2 separate regions of the Mus musculus genome follow, and region 1 is linked to region 2. A link is a contact called in public Hi-C data. All regions are on one chromosome and are shown on one strand. Each heading gives the region's core, a stretch centred on a gene start, on an enhancer-like site or on the middle of the called end of the contact. The rest is flanking DNA. Distances are from core to core; before and after follow the strand shown. Region 1 holds the start of Abcb11 (ATP-binding cassette, sub-family B (MDR/TAP), member 11). Region 2 overlaps G6pc2 (glucose-6-phosphatase, catalytic, 2).

Region 1 (3,175 bases), core at 392-2,891, 120 kb before region 2:
ATTATGAAGCCAGTTCCTTTTGCTTCTCTCTGTAATGAGTTAAACCTCCCTACTCTACCAAAGTACAGCCAATTATGTTGTGTTAGATAATTGGTGTTGAGTTTTTCCAATTCATTTTGATCTGCAGGGCTATAATAACCAAACAAGAGTTGATAGTTGGTGGAAGACTTCTCCACAAAACCATTCCTATTATTCTGAGCCACAGGGCTAACATTCCAGTCTGTCTGCAATTCATCTCCTTGATTCTGAAAACTGTTCTTGGCCTACCTTCACCTTCTTAGGTAAGCATGCATACCACTGTATTGTAACCTTTATGCTCAGTAGCCATCTCTGGTGTGGTGGGTATGCTTTAAGAACCACAGTCTTGCAAGCTCAGCCTTTTTTCTTGTCCTCTCTCTGGCCTGGAAGAAATGAAGATAGTGTAAAGAGATGCTATGTGTCTCTCCATCTGACCATCAGACTACTGTAGTGAATCTGGTCCTCCCACCTCCAAATTGAAATTTCCTCAGGAATCTCACTCTGGGAGAAGAAAGAGATACCAGCCAGAGCAAGAACTAGTCTCTTGAGACTTCACACAAGTCTCACAACTTGGTAGACCACTTCAGGAACCAGCCTGAAGCCCAGTCAGTGGTGGGCAGGATCATATTTTAACTGGCACTGCTAAGATGTGCATTTGGTGTTCTAATTAAATTCTGGTCTCATTTCAGGAGCCCAAAACTGGATATACACTGGATCTCTGTATTTTTTTCCCAATGTGGAACACTGAATAAATCTCCTTTCTCTGCTTTCTATTACTAACTTGGCTATTTTATTGGCCTATAGAAGGCAGCTGATCGGTTCTGACTTGGAGCACAAGTTGGGACCCCATGTCCAGTAACAATCTTACATCCCCTTTCCAGGAAGAAATATAAAAACTAAATAGCATTTTGAATCATATGGCCATATTACTTTTTATAATACAATGCAATTGAAATTAATGAAGAAGAAAAATGGTAAAACTTGTTTTTTTAAAGAAATATGTGGAGATTAATAGTAAGAAGGCATACGAAAAGTCACAGCCAGTTCTAAGCTTATTTGCTTTGAGGTTTTGTTAATGGGAATGTGTTTTTTAAAGTAATGCATTTCTACTTATACAGCGCTGCAGCTAGTGGGCAGAGCTTGAGGCTATTGACTGCTCAGACCAGAGTTCAAGGGTCATCTGTGTGCACAGAGTTCTGAGCAGAAGGCAATTGCATGTTATCAATTCTCCATGAAACTTTGGGGCTGGCTCCAGATCACTGAGGGCCTGCAACCCAGGATGTCACAAGGGTCACTTCAAATAGAGCAGAGACGATAAGAAGTAGTTTGGTCCTGTTAGATTTTTTTAAAGTTACTTTTTAAAACCTAGGGCTTAAAAAAGAAGAGTCGGGCCTCTCACCAGGCTCTCTACCATGAGGCCCCACTCTCGGGCAACTGGGCATTTTCTAAAGCTTGTTGATACCCTCAGAAGGTCCCCACGCACTCTGGGTTTGGGTTCCTGCTTTGAGTATGTTCGACCTTTCCTCTCATGTCACTGAACTGTGCTAGATCTGGACTTTAGGCCATTGACCTATAAGCAAATAGATAGTGTTCTTAAAAAAGCCTGATTTCTGTTCAATGCTTTATTACCATGAAAACTGAACTTGGAAAGGGGTGTACAACCCTGACTTTCCACAGTGGCGTCTCTCGCTTCTCCTGGCTCCCTCAAATTCACATCTGTAGGTAAGTGACTCTCATTTGCCTATGGCGTTTTTTAAGTCTTTGCTTTCCGAGTCTGTTTTATTTGGTAGTCTCAGTTTATGGGGGAGGGTTGTGGTTCAGATTTACCAAAAGCCCAACCTTGTCATCCAGTAAAGCTACAGTGCTTGGGTAGACGTGTGAAGACAAATGGCTGACTTCTTAGTATTATATACAGTGAGGGAGGCCTGGTAACGGTCTTACAGCAGTGCTATTTTGTACTTCAGTTGTCTCAAAAATGTGTGTGTGTGTGTGGCAAAATTAGGTGAATGGATTGAAAAAAGAGATCACCCAAAATAAAAACCCCAGAGAGATGTCCTTTAAACTTGGCATTATAGAAGCATGATTTGAACTAATAATCACAAAATCCCAAGACTTATCGGAGATGTTAAAGTGTTAACCCCTCACTAGCTTCCGTTGTTCTCAGGATAAAGCCCCAATCCCCAGGGTTAAAGATCACAAGGAACCAAGGGATCGACAGCTGCTCCAGAGATGGCCCTGTACTCCCCAGACCTAGTGGGGAGTCCATCCTTCGTCCCTTGCTCCTATTCTGTCTCTGGGGTCTGGGCCTTCTATGTGTTCTTCCCTCCTCTCCACCTTCCCTTGTCTACTTTGGGTTTTCCTCCCAAATCCAAGGTGAATATGCACATTCCAGAGCCTTCCCAGGCTAGTGCCCATGCTTCTCCCTCAGCCAAGGTCTGTAGTTTTCCATGAATTCTGTCACCTGTCTTCTGTCCCCTCCGGAAGCTCCACTAGGGTAAATCAGGTTACAAGGTTTGGCACACTAAATATTTTAGTCGGGAAGTAACCTCCTTGAGAACTCCCCCACTGTTCTGAACTGACTTTGTGTGGCTGGGATGGGAAGAGGACACCCAGTGCAGAAGGCTCTTCCGTAAAGAGCCCGAGAGTGAATGCAGCAGGAACATTCACTTTGTGTCAGAGATCCTCGATGACGCAACCAAAGACAACAAAATGATGAGTGTAATAACTATATTTCAATAAAATCATGATTCAGAGAGGGAGGGGGAACGGCGGGGTCCTTGCTCTTACTGCAGTAGGATTGTAGGATTCTTCATTCTGAGACCAGCTTCTGAGAATCCATTTCTTCTTCCTTCCTCCCTCTCCCCCTTCCTTCCTCCCTCTCTCCCTCCCTTCCTCCCTCCCTCCCTTCCTTCTTATTTGCAATACCAGACTCAGCTGTTAGTGTGGACCAGGCCCTTAGAGAAGTTCAGCCCATTCATGTGCTGCTCTAGCCTGGTATTTCCACCAAGTCACAAAGCACCTTGGCCACCATGAGATGCACACAAGAAACTGGAGGACCTTGACTTTTTGTCCTGTACCTGCGTGGCTCACAGGAGCCTGTGTTTGTCCCCTTTCATCTGGAGTATCTCGGAGGCCCCTCATTCGTCCCCATCGCTGG
Region 2 (2,993 bases), core at 217-2,716:
CAGATGGGACTGGGCAGAAAGAACACAATGTGCTGAGAACTACGGAAGCCTTATGGGGACAATGGCAAAGAGCACTGAAGAAATGAACAAGAATCATCCTGTTCTATTTCTTTTGCTCCAGTGCTCCAACAAACATGGGATAGATTTATTCTGAAGTAAAAGCTTTTTTTTTTTTCACCCTGTTTTGTTTTGCTTAGGGAATCCATTGCCTGTTAAAAAAGAGAACCTTAGTTAAAGTGTCTTGGAAAAGCAATAGTTCATTTTCTATAATTACACTTGGAAAGCTGCCAATAATTAGCTGTTAGATATATTATTTTCCATGACTACTATCAAATAGCCTTTCCTTCAACTGGTGTGTTTTCATACACATTGATGACCTATTTAATCGATCATCACCTAAAAGCAGCTAACTCATCAATAGTATTCTTGAGAAGTTACCTACGGCATTGCAGTAGATCACAGGCCAATCAGACTCATGATCTTTGAACTTGATCAGAAAGACACAGTTATCAAATGAGTCTAGAATTTCAATGAGGGAAGGAAAAAACCAATCTCACTGAGAAGTTGGTGTATATTAATAGCCCATAAATAACACTTTTCTGAAGTAAAGCACAGAGATTAGTCCGATGCACTAGTATTTAATCATTTTTTTCTGAGGTAGAAGAATTTGATTATCCTCATTTTTGACAGACTTGACTCTTAGAAGTAAAACATGGGGATGCCCCAGTGAAGAGATGAGGCTTTTCTGGTGAACAGTAATCCAGTGGGTTGTTTTCAGCAGCGTTTATTGAAATATATACAGCCATTGCTAGCCTGGAAAAGACACTGTACTCTGAGCATAAGTCAAGCAGAATGTAGCATTCCAATGCCATTTCTGAAAACATGGGTGTTTTAGATGGCAAACATAGATTTTAAATACATGCATTTGCTCTTTTTTTTTAACTCCCTAAAAAGAAAGAAAGAAAGCATTCTTATAGAGATATATGTATCAGAAGCCTTGTGTTCCAACTCTGGTTTCAACCCTGCACTATTACAGTCAAGTTACTTGATCTGAACAAACCTCTATTTCCTTATCTGATACATGAGAATTTTGAAAGAATTGACTCCTAAAAGTAAAAGTAGACCGTGGTCACTTCTAAGTGGTCCACAGGAGCCTGAAGTAGCCAGACTTTAAGATGATAGAAACATCAGCTCCTGGGGGTTTTGTTGACTGCTAAATACTATGATTAGAAGGAGTCTTTCTGCTAACTGGAATGTAAGCATCCAGCCCCTGTCAACTGTCTTTACATGGGTTATACCATCTCTCATATGTTACCGTATTGTCAGTTTTGTCAAGAAAATATGGACTTTCTGGTTAAATACTGTTATTTTTTAAATGCCACTTGGAAAGCAGACTAAACATGTCTGTGGGTGGAGCAGGACCTTTGGTCATCATGGTGTGACCTCTGTAGAGACGCTCCCAGTCTCTGTGCTGTGGCTCTATTGAGGAAAACAGAAAGTAGGTGATCCTCAGACCACAGGGCACTGCAGCTCTATTTAGTCTTCTTGTCACCGGGTCTCATTAACATATGTACACAGTAGGGAATTAGAGCCACCACCATCAGGGGGATGGACGCACTTTTACAGAAAGACAACAGGTAAAATAAAGGTTCCGCGTGAGTCGGGATCTTGATGAAGCGATAAAGTTGCATTGTGGTCAGTGAGGTCAGAGCACAGAGCAAGCGGAAGCTCGGCTTGGTGCCATTTTCTCCCTGGCAGCTCCGAAGGAACATTTCTGAGTTGATGGCGAAACCCAAGCCAAAGAGGACCCCGAGGTTTCTCACGAGTCCAGCAAAAGGCGTGCTGTCAATGTGGATCCAGTCTGGGTTGGCACACCACTTTTTGGCGATGGGCACGGACCACAGCAGGTCAATACCGAACAGTCGGAGAAGCAGGTAAAAGCCGAGGGCAAACAGGAAGAGGAAGACGTTGGTCTTCAGGTACACACTCAAGCTGGCCATGTGGACTCCTGGAGTGTGTTCAAAGGCCTCGGCTACTAGCATCCCTGGGGATTGGAAAGAGATACTGACATGAGCTTGTGACCCTGAGCCCTTCAGAAACCCCTCCTCTCTGCACCTGGGAGGGTTTAAGACACCCAGGTTCTAACAATTTCCTAAAGTGTTTTAAGACATAAACTGAAAACAGATTAGTCCCATAGTCTTTCAACTACCTACACTGGCCAAGAAGGATAAATCAAAAGTCAGAAACACTGAGTGACAACTCATTTTGCAGGCAAAACACTAAGCAATACAAAGCTGCCACCTGGTGAGGTTAAGCCATGCGTGCAATAAGAACTTAGCTGCAACCGAGTGTCTTGGCTGTGGGTTTGGGGTCCTTATGAGGTCCCCCAAAAGAAGGTGGAGGCACATGATGGTTTGGATGACCACTTCAGTTACACCTCAGAAAAGCTCATCTCGTCACACAGTTCTCCATTTGCACCACTGAGAGAGACTGTGTCATCCTGTGCACAGAGGCTCGTGAGAAAGGTCTTATTAAATCACCGAAGCCCCCAGGGTAGCATTTGTGTTCGTGTCTTGATTCAGCTACCTCTGAAACCAAAGCTGATGACCGGGAGAGTCTGACGCTACAAAGCGGCAAAGTGAAGTGAAGTGATGACACTACTGAATATAAGAGGCTATATTTACCACCAATCACTCCAAGAATGACCTGATGGGGGAAATGTGTGGCTATGAATACTCTTGAGATGCAGACGCTGATTTGAATCAACCAGAAAACACTCCACAGAAAGGACCAGGTCAGTCTGTGATGGAAGAATGGATACAAGTGTGAATAGCAAAGAATTCGTAACACCTATAAAAGTAGGTGGGTGAAACCTGGTCTTCCTCCCTACAGGAATCTTCCAGGTCTGATGGAACACAATTCTAGAGTCTTTCACCTTGAACATGCTTTTATAGGATTCAATGGGTTTCATGTGGGACTTCACATTCCAAAAT

The links. A called contact is a pair of places that touch in the nucleus more often than the background predicts.
Region 1: a contact with region 2 is called in a Hi-C map of liver, with 1.9 times the contacts expected there. The contact joins the promoter of Abcb11 here to the enhancer-like site in region 2. A contact is called at or near these places in 2 of 39 promoter capture datasets (the C10 cell line and liver), 1 of 484 Hi-C or Micro-C datasets (liver) and 2 of 9 other capture datasets (adipose tissue and liver).

The regions. Positions count from the first base shown.
Region 1 is chr2:69,341,082-69,344,256 of GRCm38.p6, reverse strand. Abcb11 (ATP-binding cassette, sub-family B (MDR/TAP), member 11) reads left to right here and starts at 1,641. Exons shown (of 28, transcript NM_021022.3): 1 at 1,641-1,740.
Region 2 is chr2:69,225,619-69,228,611 of GRCm38.p6, reverse strand. It overlaps G6pc2 (glucose-6-phosphatase, catalytic, 2), which reads right to left. Exons shown (of 5, transcript NM_021331.4): 4 at 2,685-2,800; 5 at 619-2,044. The coding sequence ends at 1,533. Among named protein-coding and RNA genes, the nearest start is that of G6pc2, 7.2 kb to the right of the region's middle. Within about 2 kb of position 1,466, at least 8 of the 459 cell types and tissues checked have an H3K27ac peak or open chromatin away from gene starts, as enhancers often do. A contact at or near this core is called in liver, where this site is marked.